Linked DNA regions of Mus musculus: regions 1 and 3 are each linked to region 2. A link is a contact called in public promoter capture Hi-C data. All regions are on one chromosome and are shown on one strand. The core of a region is the stretch at or near the end of the contact, and the rest is flanking DNA. Distances in the headings are between cores, read along the strand shown. Region 1 has its middle 50 kb from the start of Gm52885. Region 2 holds the start of Gng11 (guanine nucleotide binding protein (G protein), gamma 11). Region 3 overlaps Vps50 (VPS50 EARP/GARPII complex subunit).

What was found. Promoter capture Hi-C pulls out the DNA fragments that hold promoters and counts their contacts.
Region 1: a contact with region 2 is called in a promoter capture Hi-C map of the HPC-7 cell line, with 4 times the contacts expected there. The contact joins the enhancer-like site here to the promoter of Gng11 in region 2. A contact is called at or near these places in 7 of 39 promoter capture datasets (the 3T3-L1 cell line, the HPC-7 cell line, cranial neural crest and 2 more), 1 of 115 datasets of contacts at active chromatin or transcription factors (embryonic stem cells) and 1 of 9 other capture datasets (pancreatic islet).
Region 3: a contact with region 2 is called in a promoter capture Hi-C map of the HPC-7 cell line, with 3 times the contacts expected there. The contact joins the enhancer-like site here to the promoter of Gng11 in region 2. A contact is called at or near these places in 6 of 39 promoter capture datasets (the 3T3-L1 cell line, the C10 cell line, the HPC-7 cell line and 3 more), 2 of 484 Hi-C or Micro-C datasets (embryonic stem cells and group 2 innate lymphoid cells) and 1 of 9 other capture datasets (embryonic stem cells).

What each region holds. Positions count from the first base shown.
Region 1 is chr6:3,618,823-3,621,871 of GRCm38.p6, reverse strand. No RefSeq gene overlaps it. Among named protein-coding and RNA genes, the nearest start is that of Gm52885, 50 kb to the right of the region's middle. Within about 2 kb of position 1,256, at least 24 of the 459 cell types and tissues checked have an H3K27ac peak or open chromatin away from gene starts, as enhancers often do. A contact at or near this core is called in the HPC-7 cell line, where this site is marked.
Region 2 is chr6:4,002,396-4,005,492 of GRCm38.p6, reverse strand. It overlaps Gng11 (guanine nucleotide binding protein (G protein), gamma 11), which reads right to left and starts at 1,506. Exons shown (of 2, transcript NM_025331.2): 1 at 1,082-1,506. The coding sequence starts at 1,177.
Region 3 is chr6:3,511,445-3,514,156 of GRCm38.p6, reverse strand. The region is part of intron 2 of Vps50 (VPS50 EARP/GARPII complex subunit); the gene reads right to left. Among named protein-coding and RNA genes, the nearest start is that of Vps50, 14 kb to the right of the region's middle. Within about 2 kb of position 1,341, at least 57 of the 459 cell types and tissues checked have an H3K27ac peak or open chromatin away from gene starts, as enhancers often do. A contact at or near this core is called in the HPC-7 cell line, where this site is marked.

The sequences.
Region 1 (3,049 bases), core at 7-2,506, 380 kb after region 2:
GAAGATGGCCATCCTGATACACTGTTAGGGAAAAAAATTCTATCAGGATCGTGTGTGTGTGTGTGTGTGTGTGTGTGTGTGTGTATGTGGGTGGGTGGGTATGTTCCTATGTCTGTGTGCATGCCCATATATATGTGTGCACAAAGCTTTATGGAAACCTAAGAATAACTTTAGTTCTCACCTTCTTTTTATTTTTTATTTATTTTTTATTTATGTTTTGCTCTTAATAGTCCAGAATAGTCATATGCATTTATTAAAAAGGCATGCCAATCATAATTTTTAGTGCACAGGAGAGAGAGAGATAGAGGTAGAGGTAGAGGTAGAGAGAGAGAGAGAGGGAGAGAGAGAGAGAGAGAGAGAGATGATGGTGGTGCTGGTGGTGGTGGTGGTATATGCCTTCAATCTCAGAACTCAGGATACATAGACAGGCAGATCTCTAAGTTCGAGGCCAGCCTGGTCTACAGATTCCAGTACAGCCAAGGGCTACACAGAGAAATTCTACCTTGAAAACAAACCAAGTAAAATAAAATAAAATAAAATAAAATAAAATAAAAATATATATTTTAAATTAAGTAGCCAGACTTACTTCCTGCCCAAAATTCCCTACTCCGTTATTTTGAGCTCCAGGAACAGAGACAGTGTGCCTTGCTCCACTGCTGTGTAAGGATCTACCTCCTGACAACTCTCCCTATAGCGTACCAAGGTAGTAAAGCCATTGTTTTTCATAGATACCTAAATTACAGCACAGTTCTCCTTAAATCTGGAGTTCTCTTGACTTACTTGAGCAATCTGGCATATGACAGGAGAGGTTTGGGTCTCTATTGAGCCATTTGAGACACAGACACAAGGGTGTGGAGACACAAGGGTTTATGTAACTATGTAACGTGTCCAAGTTGGGAAGCCCTTTCCGCTGTGTACTCATCAACAGACTCACCCATTAATGGAGTTAGTGTCTTTGTAATTCAGTTACCTCTCAGTAAGAACATCAGACCAGAGCCAAGACTTCAACACAGCCTCTTAGGAAGGACACTTCATATCCAAGCCATAACCGAAAGATCTGGAAGGGGCTTCTTCCTCGGTAACAGTAATTTCCAGCTTTTGTCCCTAGACATTCTTCAGCTTGGAGCCACAGCTGCCACCTAGTGGTCATGGTGGAAACCACAGGCGACCAGAGAAACCGAAACCAACGCAGTGTACCTTCAAGCTTGGAGTAGCAAGATCACATTTTAGTCATACTCTGTTGCATGTAGCCTTACACATCTTCCCAGTACATCCATGTCAAGGTGGTATCACGTAGCCTCATAATGAACACAGCATCCTGATGACAATGCTAGTGTAAACAATCAAGTAACACCTCCCTTTTTGTTTTGCTTTTATTCGCTGGCTAATAGAGAACATTTCTTTTCGGGTAAGTTAAGTCAGCATACTACCGCTTCTCTGCAGAGAGTTGGGCTGTGATGGCTGCTTTCCACATCAGACAGATTAATTTGTCTGGTACAAATGGCTCCGTGGTTAAGAGCATTTAGTGCTCTTGCAAAGGAACTCAGTTCAGTTCCCAGAACTCATGTCAGTCAACTCACAACTGACTGTAATTCCAACCCCAGGGAACCTGACACTCTCCTCTCTTCTCTTCTCTTCTCTTCTCTTCTCTTCTCTTCTCTTCTCTTCTCTTCTCTTCTCTTCTCTTCTCTTCTCTTCTCTTCTCTTCCTCTCTTTCTCTCTCTCTCTCTCTCTCTCTCTCTCTCTCTCTCTCTCTCTCTCTCTCTCTTTTAATAGAACTCTCCTCCATGGACTTCCATCTATTATTTTTTAATTAGGTATTTATTTCATTTACATTTCCAATGCTATCCCAAAAGTCACCCCCCCCCACTCCCCTACCCACCCACTCCCACTTCTTGGCCCTGGCATTCCCCTGTACTGGGGCATATAAAGTTTGCAAGTCCAATGGGCCTCTCTTTCCAGTGATGGCCGACTAGGCCATCTTTTGATACATATCTTGGGTATTCTAAGTTTCTGGGCTAATATCCACTTATCAGTGAGTACATATTGTGTGAGTTCTTTTGTGATTGGGTTACCTCACTCAGGATGATGCCCTCCAGGTCCATCCATTTGCCTAGGAATTTCATAAATTCATTGTTTTTAATAGCTGAGGAGTACTCCATTGTGTAAATGTACCACATTTTCTGTATCCATTCCTCTGTTGCAGGACATCTGGGTTCTTTCCAGCTTCTGGCTATTATAAATAGGGCTGCTATGAACATAGTGGAGCATGTGTTCTTATTACCAGTTGGAACATCTTCTGGATATATGTCCAGGAGAGGTATTGCTGGATCTTCCAGTAGTACTATGTCCAATTTTCTGAGGAATCACCAGACTGATTTCCAGACTGGTTGTACCAGCTTGCAATCCCACCAGAAATGGAGGAGTGTTCCTCTTTCTCCACATCCTTGCCAGCATCTGCTGTAACCTGAATTTTTGATCTTAGCCATTCTGACTGGAGTGAAGTGGAATCTCAGTGTTGTTTTGATTTGCATTTCTCTGATGCTTAAGGATGTTGAACATTTTTTCAGGTGCTTCTCAGCCATTCATATTCCTCAGGTGAGAATTCTTTGTTTAGCTAGGAGCCCCATTTCTTAATGGGGTTATTTGGTTTTCTGGAGTCCATCTTCTTGAGTTCTTTATATATATTGGATATTAGTCCCCTACTGATTTAGGATTGGTAAAGATCCTTTCCCAATCTGTTGGTAGCCTTTTTGTCTTATTGACGATGTCTTTTGCCTTGCAGAAGCTTTGCAATTTACCCGTTTGCCGATTATTGATCTTACAGCACAAGCCATTACTGTTCTATTCAGGAATTTTTCCCCTGTACCCATATCTTCAAAGCTTTTCCCCACTTTCTCCTCTATAAGTTTCAGTGCCTCTGGTTTTATGTGGAGTTCCTTAATCCACTTAGATTTGACCTTAGTACAAGGAGATAGAAATGGATCAATTCGCATTCTTCTACATGATAACTGTCAGTTGTGCCAGCACCATTTGTTGAAAAAGCTGT
Region 2 (3,097 bases), core at 257-2,756:
CCCCACTCATATACAGCAGAGAACTGCTTGATCTGGCCTCAGTGAGAGAAGATGTGCCTAACCTGCAAGAGACTTGAGACCCCAGGGAGTGGGGAGGTTTCGTTGGGGAGGGAAGGTGGGAGAGATAGGGGGATAGGATGGGATGTGGAACTCTGTGGGAGGGCGGACCAACTGGGAGAGGGAAATGACTGGGCTGTAAAAAAGTACAAGTCATAATAATATCAGTCCAAATTTTTCTTGCTCTGGGGAAAAAATTACTTTTCTTCAAATTGAACAAGCTATCCAAAAGTTTTTTTTTTTTCTAAACGACTGGTTGCTTGACAGAGTGGGAAAAGAAGATTAATGTAATCAAGGCGCTTACTATCAACAAAGAATTGAAGTAAAAATTCCAAGTTTTCCATGGAGTTTCAGTGAACACTCCTGGGTATTTTTTCATTGACTGGCCAGGGTGGCCTGGAACTCCTAACCCTCCTGCCTCCACCTCCTAAGTGATTGAAAATTACAGGCATGCACCACCACACCCTGCATTTATTTATTTATTTATTTATTTATTTATTTATTTATTTATTTTACTTTGCAGCCATATCCCATACAGTATAAATGTAATTATGTGTCTATAAGTCAATACAGTAAAGTCTATTAATCATTTAACACACTTCCAAGACAAAATGGAAATTGCATACAATTTGCAAATAACAGAAACTCAGGCAGTGCTCTCAAGTCCCAATGGAGTCAGGATCTTTGCAAAATTAAAGCTAAAATTGTTGGGAGATTTTCAATGTGGTTTTAGAAACATTCTATCATACACCGTCCTTTCCAGAATGGAAGCCAGCTGCCCTTTAAGGGATTGGTTGTCTCCCCTGTTTGGGACTCTGTCTTGATAACATTTGGCTTTAGATTCCTTATTAGTTCCTGGCTCTTCTCACCTTTTGCGATTCCCCCACATCATCTAGAAGGTGGAGCCCCCTTAAAGAGAAGCTCCCAGAAAAAGACACCCACCCCTACCCCTCATCGTTTAATCCAGTAATCCTGACCTTGGCGCATTTCTGAGAGTGAATTCTGAAATAGCCAGCCACCTTACCTGTTGTCTCTGCAACTTGACTTCTTTGCGAAGTTGCTCAACCTCCATCTTCAGTTTTTCCTTTTCCGGCAGATCCTCGATGTGAAGGGCAGGCATCTTTGCCCCAGAACTGGGCCCAGAAGTCACTTGTGCAAGGGAGCCACTGGAAGCGCCTAGAACTGGGACGCTTCCCCAAATACCCGCGGGCCCAGGCTACCGCCCCCCGCGCGCAGGACGTGACTGGCTCGGGAACCGCAGCTCCCAGCTCCCCGGGGGCTCGGCTTCCTGCCCAAGCCTGCTCCCGATGGCCTTTCCCAGACTCCAACCAACTTCAGGGCGGCTTCTCCAGGCCGCAGCAGCCCTGTAGCCAGGCAGTCTGCCTAAATATGGGACATCCTCCTGGCTGCTCTGGGCAGGCTGCAGACCCTGCAGGAACAGGACCAGGTCGCAGCTCTGGGCTGGACTGCCACAGGACTCTTGCCACGCCCGGGGGAGCTGCTGGGCTGGAGACAGAAGTTTTACTTTTGTTCTCTCTCTCTCTCTCTCTCTCTCTCTCTCTCTCTCTCTCTCTCTCTCTCTCTCTCTCTCTCTCTCTCTGTGTGTGTGTGTGTGTGTGTGTGTGTGTGTGTGTCCAACTTAACATCCGGGTTTTGTTTAAAGCCAGGAAAGGAACACTACTCAGCAGGAAATAACTAAGGATCCTTAGATCCTTCACCTCTCCAAGTTTTAAAAATACACAGCATATAACTTTTCCATACACGTAGTGGGGAAAGTGGATATTGGGGAGGAAAAGAAGAGCAATATGGAACCTAGCTAGGTCTCAGAAGTATACAGCAGAATTGTGTTGACACATTCCACGTGGTTTCCTAAAAGCTCAAAAGGCCTTTCACAAAAATATGTTTGGAGGACAGAAGTGGTTTGAGATGCGGGGTGTTTCCTGTCATTAAATGACCATCTGGCTTCTCAATAATAGAGCTTTCACTTTTGGGGAAGGAAGACGTAACTCTGGGAGAATAGAGGACACCCAGAGAAGCCTAACAGAGGCTCAAAATCCCCTCCAGAGTTTCTTCCATCCCCGCAAGTTTTGGGAATACTCCTCTACACGAAGGGGCAGTTTTCTTGCTTTTTAACGTTTTGAATTCCTGGCAGACTTCCTTTCCTGGATGTAAGCAGCAAAATCACTTAGAAGCAGAAGAATCCCTACATTATGAGAACATGGTTCACAGAGAGCAGCCTTGGATAGCCAGGAGAGTCTACCGGGACATACTTAAGCAGGCAATGCCAACCTTTACTGGCTCCGTTGGTCATACTGCTCAAGGACAAGTAAAATATAACGTTTACGTAGGAAACCTGCCCTTGCAGTACTCGACTCCCTGTTCTTCCCAGAGACAACCTCCCAACTCATAGTTAAATGTGGATGAAGAGTGGAGCCATTAACTGAATATTTCAGGGTACCTGACCTTAGATACCCATCATTGTTTAGTAAGCACAAGCTTTGTTTGTGCAGTTTCTCACCAGGCTCTGCTGACTGTCCTCACTGAATATATTAAGATGAAAAGAACAATGGGCTATTTAATGAGTGCTGTTTGGTAGTCCTTCCAACTCTTCCTGAGCCATCATAGCTAAAATTCACTTATGTTTTGTTTTCCCATTTTAAAATTATGAAGTGAAGGAAGAGAGTGAGCTGCTGGGGTGTGTGGTGTCTCTAAGACCTAAATATGCTCAATCGTTTTTGGTTTTGTTTTTGTTTTTTAACAAAGGAAATGTTTAAACGTTGGACTTTTTGTATTTGAAATACCAGAATTTGTCAGGTTGAGAGTTGGACTGTCTGGTGAAGTTTGGCTTCTTAGTGAACTGTCAAGACAAACTCACATCTGTCTGAAGAACCCAGTTGTTGTTTTAAATTCCCTATGTCTTAATGTCAAAAGGTTGGCTAAAAATAGCTTATGTAAGCCAGTGAAAGGAACTTAGATGAATGTGGGCTAAAGTAAACAGGTCCTATACCAAAATTAAATAAGTTGGCAAAGAAAATTAAGG
Region 3 (2,712 bases), core at 92-2,591, 490 kb after region 2:
AAATACAAGTTTCAAGAGTGTGATGTCACCTAAGCACCACAATCAAATAAATGCAGTTGGTACCATTCAAAAAGAAATGTTGAACGTTACTAAATTGGAAACTATCATTTGTAGCTAGCTAAGTCCAAAACCTCAAAGGCGTGCAATGATCAAGCGACCCTCTCATCTTCAGGGTGTAACTAGCACATTACAGCACACAACAGCATGTTGATGCTCTCCTGCAACCCAGGACAGGCGGGCTGACCTGAAGGCAAAGACACTCCAGCTTTAGTTGCATCTCTACAACCTTGGAAATTTGATTTAGCCTCTTCAAACCTATTTTTTCATCCGCTTTAAAGTTATTAAAATTGCCAAAGGGAAAATGTGATTTCATTTAAAAATCTCACAAATGTACATTTCAAAAATATGATGGGTTTATAAAACCATTACAATCTGTGTAAGCATACAAAGGTCAGATGCCAGTCCTTCCTAGAGATCTATTCAGTCAGCATCCGAGAGCACGAGGAACCAACATGGAGCACTTCATACTCTAATGGGACAATCCTAAGTGAAGGGCAGAGACAAATGGAGCAAGGCAGGAAAAGGCAGAGCATACAGTGAGGGCCTCTCAACAACCAGCATGCCTCAACCTTAGGCTTAAAAGCCATCTTATAGTAAAGACACACTAAGTGCATTCCAGTTTATGATTAAAACTCTGTTTCTCAAGGATGCGGCTATACCCTCCTTGTAACCATAACTACAAATGGCTCCCTTCTGCCCGGTCCAGGAATGGCAATCATAACTTTGTTTCAAAAATTAATTACCATCTTGCAACCCTAACTTGGTTTCAAAAGGGTTGTTATGGCTACCCTGCTATGACTACCTGTTGTCACGACCACTTGTAATCATGTCTCTGTTTCAGCAGGCCCTTATGGCTAACATGCTATGCTTATGTTCTGTTCTAGTAACCCACCAAATCCTTGATTTAGAAACCCTGCGCTATATACATAAACAAACAAACAAACAAACAAACCCTTGTCTTCCTCACACCCAAGTCTGACCTCTCAATCCCCACCTTAGGAGGAGGCAGCTTGTGTACACAAATAAAAAAGCTTGCTTTAACTAATTGCTTGCTTTAATTAGTTTGGCCTTGATGATTTGTGACAGTGGTCTTTCTCCCGTTAACACTTTTGTGGACCCAGATACCCTGATACATCACTGCATCCCAATAAAACAGCCCTCCTTCCAGCCCATCTAGTGACTTCTCTGTGAAATGCACATCTGAGCTCATTCATACTGCTTGGAAGAGACTGTGTCTCTTGCAGCTGCTGCATGTGCAGCCTGCCAGGCACTGCTTCCTTCCACCTCATCCCTCCCTACACACTTCCTCCCTCAGCAGGCCGCCTGCTTAGTCCCAGCCACACTGGGAACTACATCGTGATGCTGTGCAGTGCCCAGATCCACAGCACTCCAGGAACAATTACAGGGCATTCTGTAATTTAACAGGGAGGGATAGTCAAAAGAAATATGAGACAAAGACAGTTGTGGTAAGCACCATGGTCCATAAACTCATAATGCTTCTATTAATGAGAAATCACAAAAATGTAAGAGTATTTTCTGTATGTAAATGAGAAAAATAAACACAAACAGCTACACTGCATATTTTAATATAACTGTTGCATAATTTTGCTAGAGTTAAAAACTCACTGCCTAGCATTAGAGATGTACAAAAATATGCAATTCTGTATCTAAAATAGAATCAACAGGGTAGTTCATAAGTATGAGATATTTTATATACAAAATGAACAAAAGACTCCCTATAAAAATTTTAAGGCAAACAGAAAAAACTAGATCCAAATAAAACCCTTTACGGCATATTAAAACATGTTAAGAAAAAAGAGGTTACAATAATGAGATAGGTCAGGTAAATTTTGAAATAAACAGTTCAGTCTTGCCAACTGTTATATTATTAATGAAGTATTTAAGGATTTATTTTATAGTTACAGAGTATAATTAAATGAGTATTAAGATTAGTGCACTGTAAAAGCTCTTTAAAATGTGAAAATCCAAAACTAATTTGCCAACAAGTAAATGCTATAAAAATGCAACAAAACGGTCAGTCACTAAAATACAGAAAATGTACATCAACGCATCTCATAGTTAAAGCTGGAAAGAGACAAAGTCGTGGATCCAACTGCAGACAGAGGAAACGAAAGCCGAGAAAGCACAAGAACACTTGGGCCCACGGTGCCATCACTTAGGCTTGATAGCCTGCTTCACAGGCTCTGATACCGACCCTCGGTCAGTGGAGCCGCATGGAGCAAATGTTGATTTTATTCTCCACATGTAAAACTCTCCTCCACAGCACAGCCAGGGCTGAGTAAAAATCGGCCTTGCCCTCCAGCAGTGACTAAAGAGCCTGATGAACAAATAAACAGCAAGGCCAGCAGAGCGGAGGGAAGAAAGGAGACAAAAGACCAGCGCACAAGTGCTCTCAACCCCAGGGAGGAAAGAGAAATTCAGAAGACAGAAGAACACAGAGAAATCCAAGTTTAAAGCGAGGACCAGAACAAAATGCAATTATGAAATTGTGATGCAGAATCAAGCAATAAAGAGCCTTGATTTGAAAAACAAAAACATGGCATGAAAACACTAGGAAGCCATAAGAAGCAAGGCAACAATTGGGACTTGTAAACCACGGGTATGTACAGACATACATACATGTATAGGTGT